Linked DNA regions of Sus scrofa: region 1 is linked to region 2. A link is a contact called in public Hi-C data. All regions are on one chromosome and are shown on one strand. Each heading gives the region's core, a stretch centred on a gene start, on an enhancer-like site or on the middle of the called end of the contact. The rest is flanking DNA. Distances are from core to core; before and after follow the strand shown.

What was found. Hi-C and Micro-C count contacts between places; a contact is called where the count stands out from the background.
Region 1: a contact with region 2 is called in a Hi-C map of heart right ventricle, with 2.9 times the contacts expected there. The contact joins the promoter of ELOVL4 here to the promoter of BCKDHB in region 2. A contact is called at or near these places in 2 of 5 promoter capture datasets (fetal liver and liver) and 2 of 47 Hi-C or Micro-C datasets (heart right ventricle and psoas muscle).

Annotation. Positions count from the first base shown.
Region 1 is chr1:86,161,829-86,165,706 of Sscrofa11.1, reverse strand. It overlaps ELOVL4 (elongation of very long chain fatty acids protein 4), which reads right to left and starts at 1,862. Exons shown (of 6, transcript XM_021092107.1): 1 at 1,403-1,862. The coding sequence starts at 1,502.
Region 2 is chr1:86,015,863-86,019,419 of Sscrofa11.1, reverse strand. BCKDHB (branched chain keto acid dehydrogenase E1 subunit beta) reads left to right here and starts at 1,841. Exons shown (of 10, transcript NM_001123219.1): 1 at 1,841-2,048. The coding sequence starts at 1,841.

The DNA.
Region 1 (3,878 bases), core at 613-3,112, 150 kb before region 2:
AAGGTGGGATCCTTAACCCACTGAGCAAGGCCAGGGATCTAACCCGAGTCCTCATGGATACTAATCGGGTTCATTTCCGCTGAGCAGTGATGGGAACTCCAACCTTTTAGCCACTTTTTTCAAGTGCAAAGGCTTAATTAGCTTATTTCTCAGTGTCAAACTTGAGATCCTCTGAAAAAGAAGACACTTTTCTAAAGAAGTTAAAGCCATAGCAATGCCAAAGAATCCTTTTGTCTCACACAGAAATAATTCCAGTACATATTTTTTTCCACAACCTCTATCCCATGTATCGTACTGTATACATGCTGTCATCATGGTCCCATTTACTCTTAACAAACACAAAACTATAGAAATATATTTCCATTTCTGAGGAAGGGAAACACAGTCATAACGTGTAAATGTTAATCTCCTCCCGTGCTAGGATGCAAGGCAAAAGGACCAGAAAAGGGTAAATCATAAAATCAAATTCCTGTTAACTAATTGTTTATCTCAAAAAAGTGTAAAGGCTTTGACCCAAAGTAACTAAAGCAAATGAAGAAAACAAACGGTACCATATAAAAATAGTATCACATTGCTACCCCTGAGAAGAGCTGCAGAACTCAACCAATTGACCATCCCTGTCCAACTGCAAAGGCTAAAGGGAAAAGTTTGCCCATTTAAGAAAACTGCTCACATGTAGGTTTCTGGGACAACCTCTAGGTGATGCTGTAGAGACCCCCTTCCCAAAGACTCCCCATTTCTTTCCCGGTGTTTTAGCCTCCCCCCTCCCCACGACTGCACTGCACTGCGCAAAGCCATCACAATCACTTCAAACATACTGGCTGTTGAAAAAAGCCTCAGAAACTAAGCTTCTCCAAGGTTCCAGGAGCCAAACAATGGCTTTTTACTTTTCATTCCAAATCATACTACAGATAGATGAGCTACACAAGAAAATACTAGCAGGTGCGGCAAAGCAACCAGGAGGCCAAAGAAGCTAAAGGACAGCGACCCCTGGGCCCTTTTCCCTCCCCGAGCCACTGTAGGGAACATTACTAAAGGTTAAAACCCATCCCAGTGCGTAAGTTAGAACTGTCAGATGAGCTCGGGAGATGTGGGACTACAGGGTGGGGCGGGCCCGCGACTAGCTCTCAGCAGCAGCACAGGCTCCATCTGGCATGTCAGCTCCTGCATCCGAGAATCTGATCGGAGATGGTGGAAGCGCAGGGGAAAACCGTGCAAGCGTCGGGGGGAGGGGGAAGCCTTAACGTTCGGATCCGATTAACCAGCTCCCGATCATGGTCCCCGCGCCCGGCACCTCTTCCGACTCGCAGCATCCCAACAGCCGCAGGAGGCAGGGGGCTGCCGGGCCGGGTGCTCCTGTCTCCCGCAGGGCCGGGCGAGGATGGGAAGCCAGCGGCTTTACCTGCGATGGACCAGGTCCAGCGGTAGAACTCCACAGTGTCGTTGAGAGCCGTGGACACTACGTTCAGGACGCTGCACGGCTCCGAGTCCAGGAGCCCCATCGCTGCGGCCAGCGGGCGCCGGCGGCGTTGGGAGGAGGGAGTGGAGACCCCGCTGGAGGGTGATCTCGGAGGCGCCGGTCGACCGACCGAGCGGCAGCCGGGGACCCCTCTAACGGTGGAGGCCCAGCTGCGTCTTCCCCTCCTCCTCTGCGCGCCGCGGTGCTGGGGGATGCGGCGGCGGCGGCGGCGAGCCGGGCAGAGGAGAAGGTACCGTCAAAGCTCCAGAAGGAGGAGCAGGAGGGGGGTGGGGGGAGTGGCGGAGGAGGAGGAAGAGATCCCTCCGTGAGCGCCAGGCGCTGCACCAGTCTGCCGCCGCGCGCCGCCGCCGCTCCAATCTCCTCCGCCGGCGTCACGTGGCCGCGCGCGCGGGGCGGAGGGCCGGCGCGCCCCTCCTCCCGCCCGCGTGCGGGGACTCTTGCGCAGGGATGCTGCAGCTTGGGGAACAGGGGGCGGAGGTAGGGGGGCGACGGGAGCCAGGGCTGCGCAGGCGCAGGCCGCCCCGCACCCTTCTTCCTGATCCACCTCTGCTTTCGCGGGAGCGCAGATCGAGACCCGGCGACTGCCCCTTGTCGTCTCCCCCGGGTCACCCCAGGCCCCTTCCCCGCCCCCCTCTCCCAGCAGGCCCCTGCGGAGGAACCCGCCGCTTTCCCACGGGTGACCTCGCATCCGCCTGGGATGCGTCCTAGGGAACTGGACAGGAAAAGGTGTTTTGTGGGCCAGAAGAGGGTAGCGACGTGCTTTGGGCCTTACCTGTAGTTCACGTCAATTTTCCTTGGGTTCTGCCTCCTTCCATTACACCTGCAAGGGCTTGTCACCATGAAAGGAAGTAACACAAGTCATCCCTTAAAATTGGTAAGGGGATATTTATTTTCAAGCAACAGTGATGGAGAATGGACTTTGGGGTCCACTCATTTACAAATTAGCAAATAATTTGATGAATGTTGCATGAGTTCAGCAGCCCCTGTTAAGGTGGAAAATAGTCAAAGCCATGTTTGTTAAATGAGTTTATAATAGTTAAATAAAGTCATTAGGAGTTCAAAGAAGAGAGAGGCCTTACAGTTAAAGTCTGCTTGCACCTGAAGGGGTTGTGGTGAATCTGACATTATCTGCTCAGGAAACGAGATACGCTAGGCGAAAGAGGGGAAAATATTTTTTTAATTAAAAAAAAAGTGTTTGAGAGTTCCCGTCGTGGATCAGCGGTACAGAATCCTACTAGTGTCCGTGAGGACTCGGGTTCTATCCCTGGCCTCACTCAGTGGGTTGCTTGAGCTGTGGTGTGGTGAGTTGTGTTTTAGTTTTCAGAAGCGCTCAGATTCTGTGTTGCTCTGGCTGTGGCACAGGCCAGCGTCTGCAGCTGGGGTTTAACCCCTAGCCCGGGAACTTCCGTGTCCCCAGGTGTGGCCTTAAAAAGACAAAAAAAAGGAAAAAAAAAAGGTATTTGGATAGTAATAAGAGGAGGGGAAGCAGCAAGATAATCCTACCCTTGAAAAGTGGATCCTGAAAAGTAGCAAAACTACACTAGGCTACAAACGGTTCATAATTTGATAGTTTCTGACATAGAGCAAGAGCTTTGAGAACAGCCCAATAACATTTTGCCTACTTGTATTTAAGCATGTCACCTACTTTTTGCGTAACCTTTTATCCAATTGTTGGTTTAGGATGCTCCATTTAAAGGCCAGGAAGTGCAGGTTGATTTCTTCTGCTCTTTGACACTCTTAAGATAATTCGTCATAGTTATTTATTTATTTTCCAGTTGACTGGTTATATGTTCTTTGACTTTATTTCCTAGGGGAAGCATCCTAGAGGATAAGAATTATTTTGGGTTCTTTGTTGAGGACCTACCCCAGTGCTATAAATAATAATTGATAAATATCTATCATGATGTCAAAAGGATAACATTTTTGAGAGCATTAAAAAAGGGCTATTATAAATGGCAGACACTTTACAGAAAGAAGAGATAATTAAAAGTAACTGATTTATTTGATCACAAGTAACCAGAGTCTTTATTAAATGCTCTATTTTCTTTGAAATTAACCAAATACAATGTTATTTATCAAATATATTTACTAGCTTAAAGGCTTTTTGGATTGAAATTATAGTTTCTCAAGTCTCAACCCAAAGTTATGTGTATCAGTCATATTCTAAAAGCTATTAACTATATTTTAAAAAAATCTAGTCAAGTGTCTATATTTGGAGAGCAGGTAATGATTATGCACTTGAGTAGATGGCCTAGCCAAGGATCAGATTAGTTTGAACTTCATCTAGCAAATTGATTACTACTTATATATTGTGAGACCCGGGATGCTTTTTATGTAGAACAAATCCCCACCCTCACTCCCATTCACACACACAAAACCTTCGCATCTTTACTTGTTT
Region 2 (3,557 bases), core at 592-3,091:
TTGTTTTTATCCTTGCTCTTTGCCCTCTTTTTGCTTAAAAATTAAAACTTGACTTTGTAAATATAATTTTATTTAGCTACCCCTCTCCTTTATTCAATAAAATAAAAAATACCCTTCATTCACATAAAAATAAAACACACACACACACACACACACACACACACACACACACACACACCATGAAACAGAGGAGGTGAACACAACAAAAGACAAGATTAAAAATCCCCAAAATGTTGAATTTGGGGGCTTGATATGGAGTAGAAATAATGAAGATATACTTTTGTTTCTCCTTTGGGCATTTAAAAAAATTCTGCCAGGGAGTTCCCGTCGTGGCACAGTGGTTAACTAATCCGACTAGGAACCATAAGTTGCGGGTTCGGTCCCGGCCCTTGCTCAGTGGGTTAATGATCCGGCGTTTCCGTGAGCTGTGGTGTAGGTTGCAAGGTTGCAGACGTGGCTCGGATCCTGCGTTGCTGTGGCTCTGGCATAGGCCGGTGGCTACAGCTCCGATTCGACCCCTAGCCTGGGAACCTCCATATGCCGCGGGAGCGGCCCAAGAAATAGCAAAAAAGACAAAAAAAAAAAAAAAAAAAAAAAAAAAAAAAAAAAAATTCTGCCAGAATCCACAGCATGCAAAAGTTCTCAGTCCAGGGATCCAAGTTTGCCACAGCGGTAACCAGTGACAGCTGCTGAATCCTTCACCGGCTAGGCCATGTGGGAACTTCCTCCTTTGGGCAGATTTGAATTCCTGCTTCTCAAACCCAATCAGAAAACATGCAGCTGGTGCATTTCTGCCTTTCCTCTCACCCCATTTCCTCTCTCTTTTCCTCTGCCTCTTTGTAAAACCAAGGATGGGCTGGATGGCCAGAAAGAGCATAAGGGGAAATTCGTTCTCCTGCTCCTTCGCCTTCATTCTTTCCCTCTCTCTTCTTCAAATTCTGTTTTGGGCCATTCTTTTCCTACCTTCCCACCCTCATCTGATGGAAACACTTTCACCCTTGTCTCTAATCATATTTTACTATAATGTGTAAATTCATGAACAGAGAAGGTATCCTCTTAAACATTTGGATTTTTAACAGGAAAATTTACAAAGTTGATTATTTTAAATGTAAATGAATGGATTCTCAATTTCTCCAGGTTTCTAAGCTCTTCAGGTCATTTTTGCTGCACCTGGGCAAAAACGCAACTGAATTCCTGTAAAGTGGGTTTGCGGGGTGAACTCTTAAGTTTACCTCTTTCACTGTCACTTAAATCCAGAAAAACAAAACCAGTAAAAATCTATACATACTTATTAAGCACTTTAGAAGGGTTTGAATAAAGAGCTCAGGGTTAGAACAGAGCTTCTCACAGCCGTCTGAAACTCAAAAAACCAATAACCAATACCAATCAATAGAATAATAGAGGTAAAGAACAGGAGAGGATTTAAAAGGGTTTCATTTCAAAAGGACATATAAATCTTAAAATGAAAAAGCTATCTGAATGCATTAGGCAGACGACACAGGAAAGGAACAAACCCAGGCACAGCGTGGAACTTTGCAGACCAGATCTGCGGCCCTGCCCCAAGCAGCAGACCTTGGGAAGACTCCACCTCCGGGAACAATTTCATTGGAGCTCACCTGCCCGCTCGCTCCCGCCCCAGCCCCCTTTCCGCATGCGCACAACGGGAGAACGACGCCGGGTCTTCTCGTCGTCTTCCCCACCCCCGAATTCCGAACTCTGATTGGTCTGCTTCCCGGGACCGCCCCTTCGGCCCACCCAATGTGGGGGCCGTCTTGGTGTTCCGCCCTCCCTGCCGGCAAAGGGTGGCAGAGTAGCCTGCAAACATCGGCGGCGAGTGGGGATGGCGGCAGTGGCAGCGGCAGCGGCGGTTGCTGTGGGACGGCTACTGCGGCTCCGGGTGGCCCGGGTGGAGGGACACTGGCATCCCCTGAGTGGCGGGGGGCTGCTGCGGGGCTTCCTGCAACCTGCCTCAGCCGACGGGGATGCGGCCCAGAAGCGGCAGGTGGCTCACTTCACTTTCCAGCCCGACCCGGAGACCGTGGAGTACGGTGAGATATAGGGGCTGCCCTGTCCGCTCCGGCTGCAGCCCAGACTCCCAGGCCAGCGGAATGTCCCAGCGAGTACGGCCCTGCCTGTCCCGGGCGGGGTCCCGTAGGCTGACTTCTTTGCACCACGGCACAATCCCTGTCCTCCTCTTTAGAGCCTTCTTCTACCGTAGGGTCTGACTCTGATTTCCTCCTTGCTCCATTTTTGTGACTGTGCAGCTCTCGAGAGGCAGTCTCTTGGCACGTTCGAAATGGGTGAGGGGGTTTCACCGGGTCTGCAAGGGTCTGAGGGTGGAGGGGTGGTGCCAGGAAACGCCTCCCTTTTCCCATTCTATCCTTGCTTTCCCAGCCTTTGCCTTAGGAGTTGTCCCAGCTTGCTCAGGGCCGGGCCGCTAACTATAGGCAGCAGTATGTTAAAAGGAAAGAAAAAGCCGCCGTCTCCCCCACTTTTAGCAGGTAAGAGAAAACTGAGGGACTAAAGTAACTGAATTGATTTCTCAAGGTCACAAAACAGGTTCTTCCTAGAGAAGCGAAAAATCCAGGCTTCATCTCTGAGCTTGATACTGAGCCGATGCTGGGTAAGGGTGCTACTCTGGGAGTGGGAAGCAGTATCAGATAGCGGCGGAGGAAGCCATCCAGTGCTTCCAGCCGCGAGAAAAACCCACAGCAAGCACATCTCACACCTCGCGGGAACGCAGTTGCATGACTTTTACGGTTTTTTTCTGCAAGTTTTACATACTCTCCAAAAGATCCAGTGCCTATCATTAGAATACTGAAAACAATACGAAAACGGTGACCTTTTCCTCGGCTACTAACTTCTCAAATGGTAGAGCTGGCATTTTGGGAGGTGTGTCTTTCCCTCTGAAATAAGGAGAATGAACATTTATTGAGCGTTTACCACAGACAGGCACTGGGCTGAGAAATTTATAGTCATCATCTCATTTGATGCTTAGGGCAACCTTCAGAGGTGGGTAGTATTTTTATTCCCAATTTTCAGTTAGGTTAACTGAGTCCTTGAGGAGTTTGTCCTGGTAAGTCAGTGAGAGCTTCAGCTTTGGAATCTAATTAGATTCCACAACTTCCATTCTAAACAGCTTGCTAAACTGCATGTAGAAATAACTTACCAAGAGGTGTCCCTGTTTTGTGAAATAGAAGACATCTTAAAGGTGAACAGCAGTTTTTTTCTCACCAGTAAGAGAAACCTTGACTTCTGTCTTCAAAGCAAAGAAACTTTAGCCCAGTACTTGAGAGCGTAGGTCTCTTAACCTCCTTCCATAATTACAAAATTACTAAAGTTTGAGTAAAATGATAATAAAAGATTTGTTCTTATAAAAATAATAAAATCGTGTTAGAAGAGTTCTCAATGTGGCTCAGTGGAAACAAACCCAATTAGTATCCATGAGGACATGGGTTTGATCCCCAGCCTTGCTCAGTGGGTTAAGAACCCTGTGTTGCCGAGAGCTGTGGTGTAGGTTGCCTACACAGCTCAGATCTGGTATTGCTGTGGCTGTG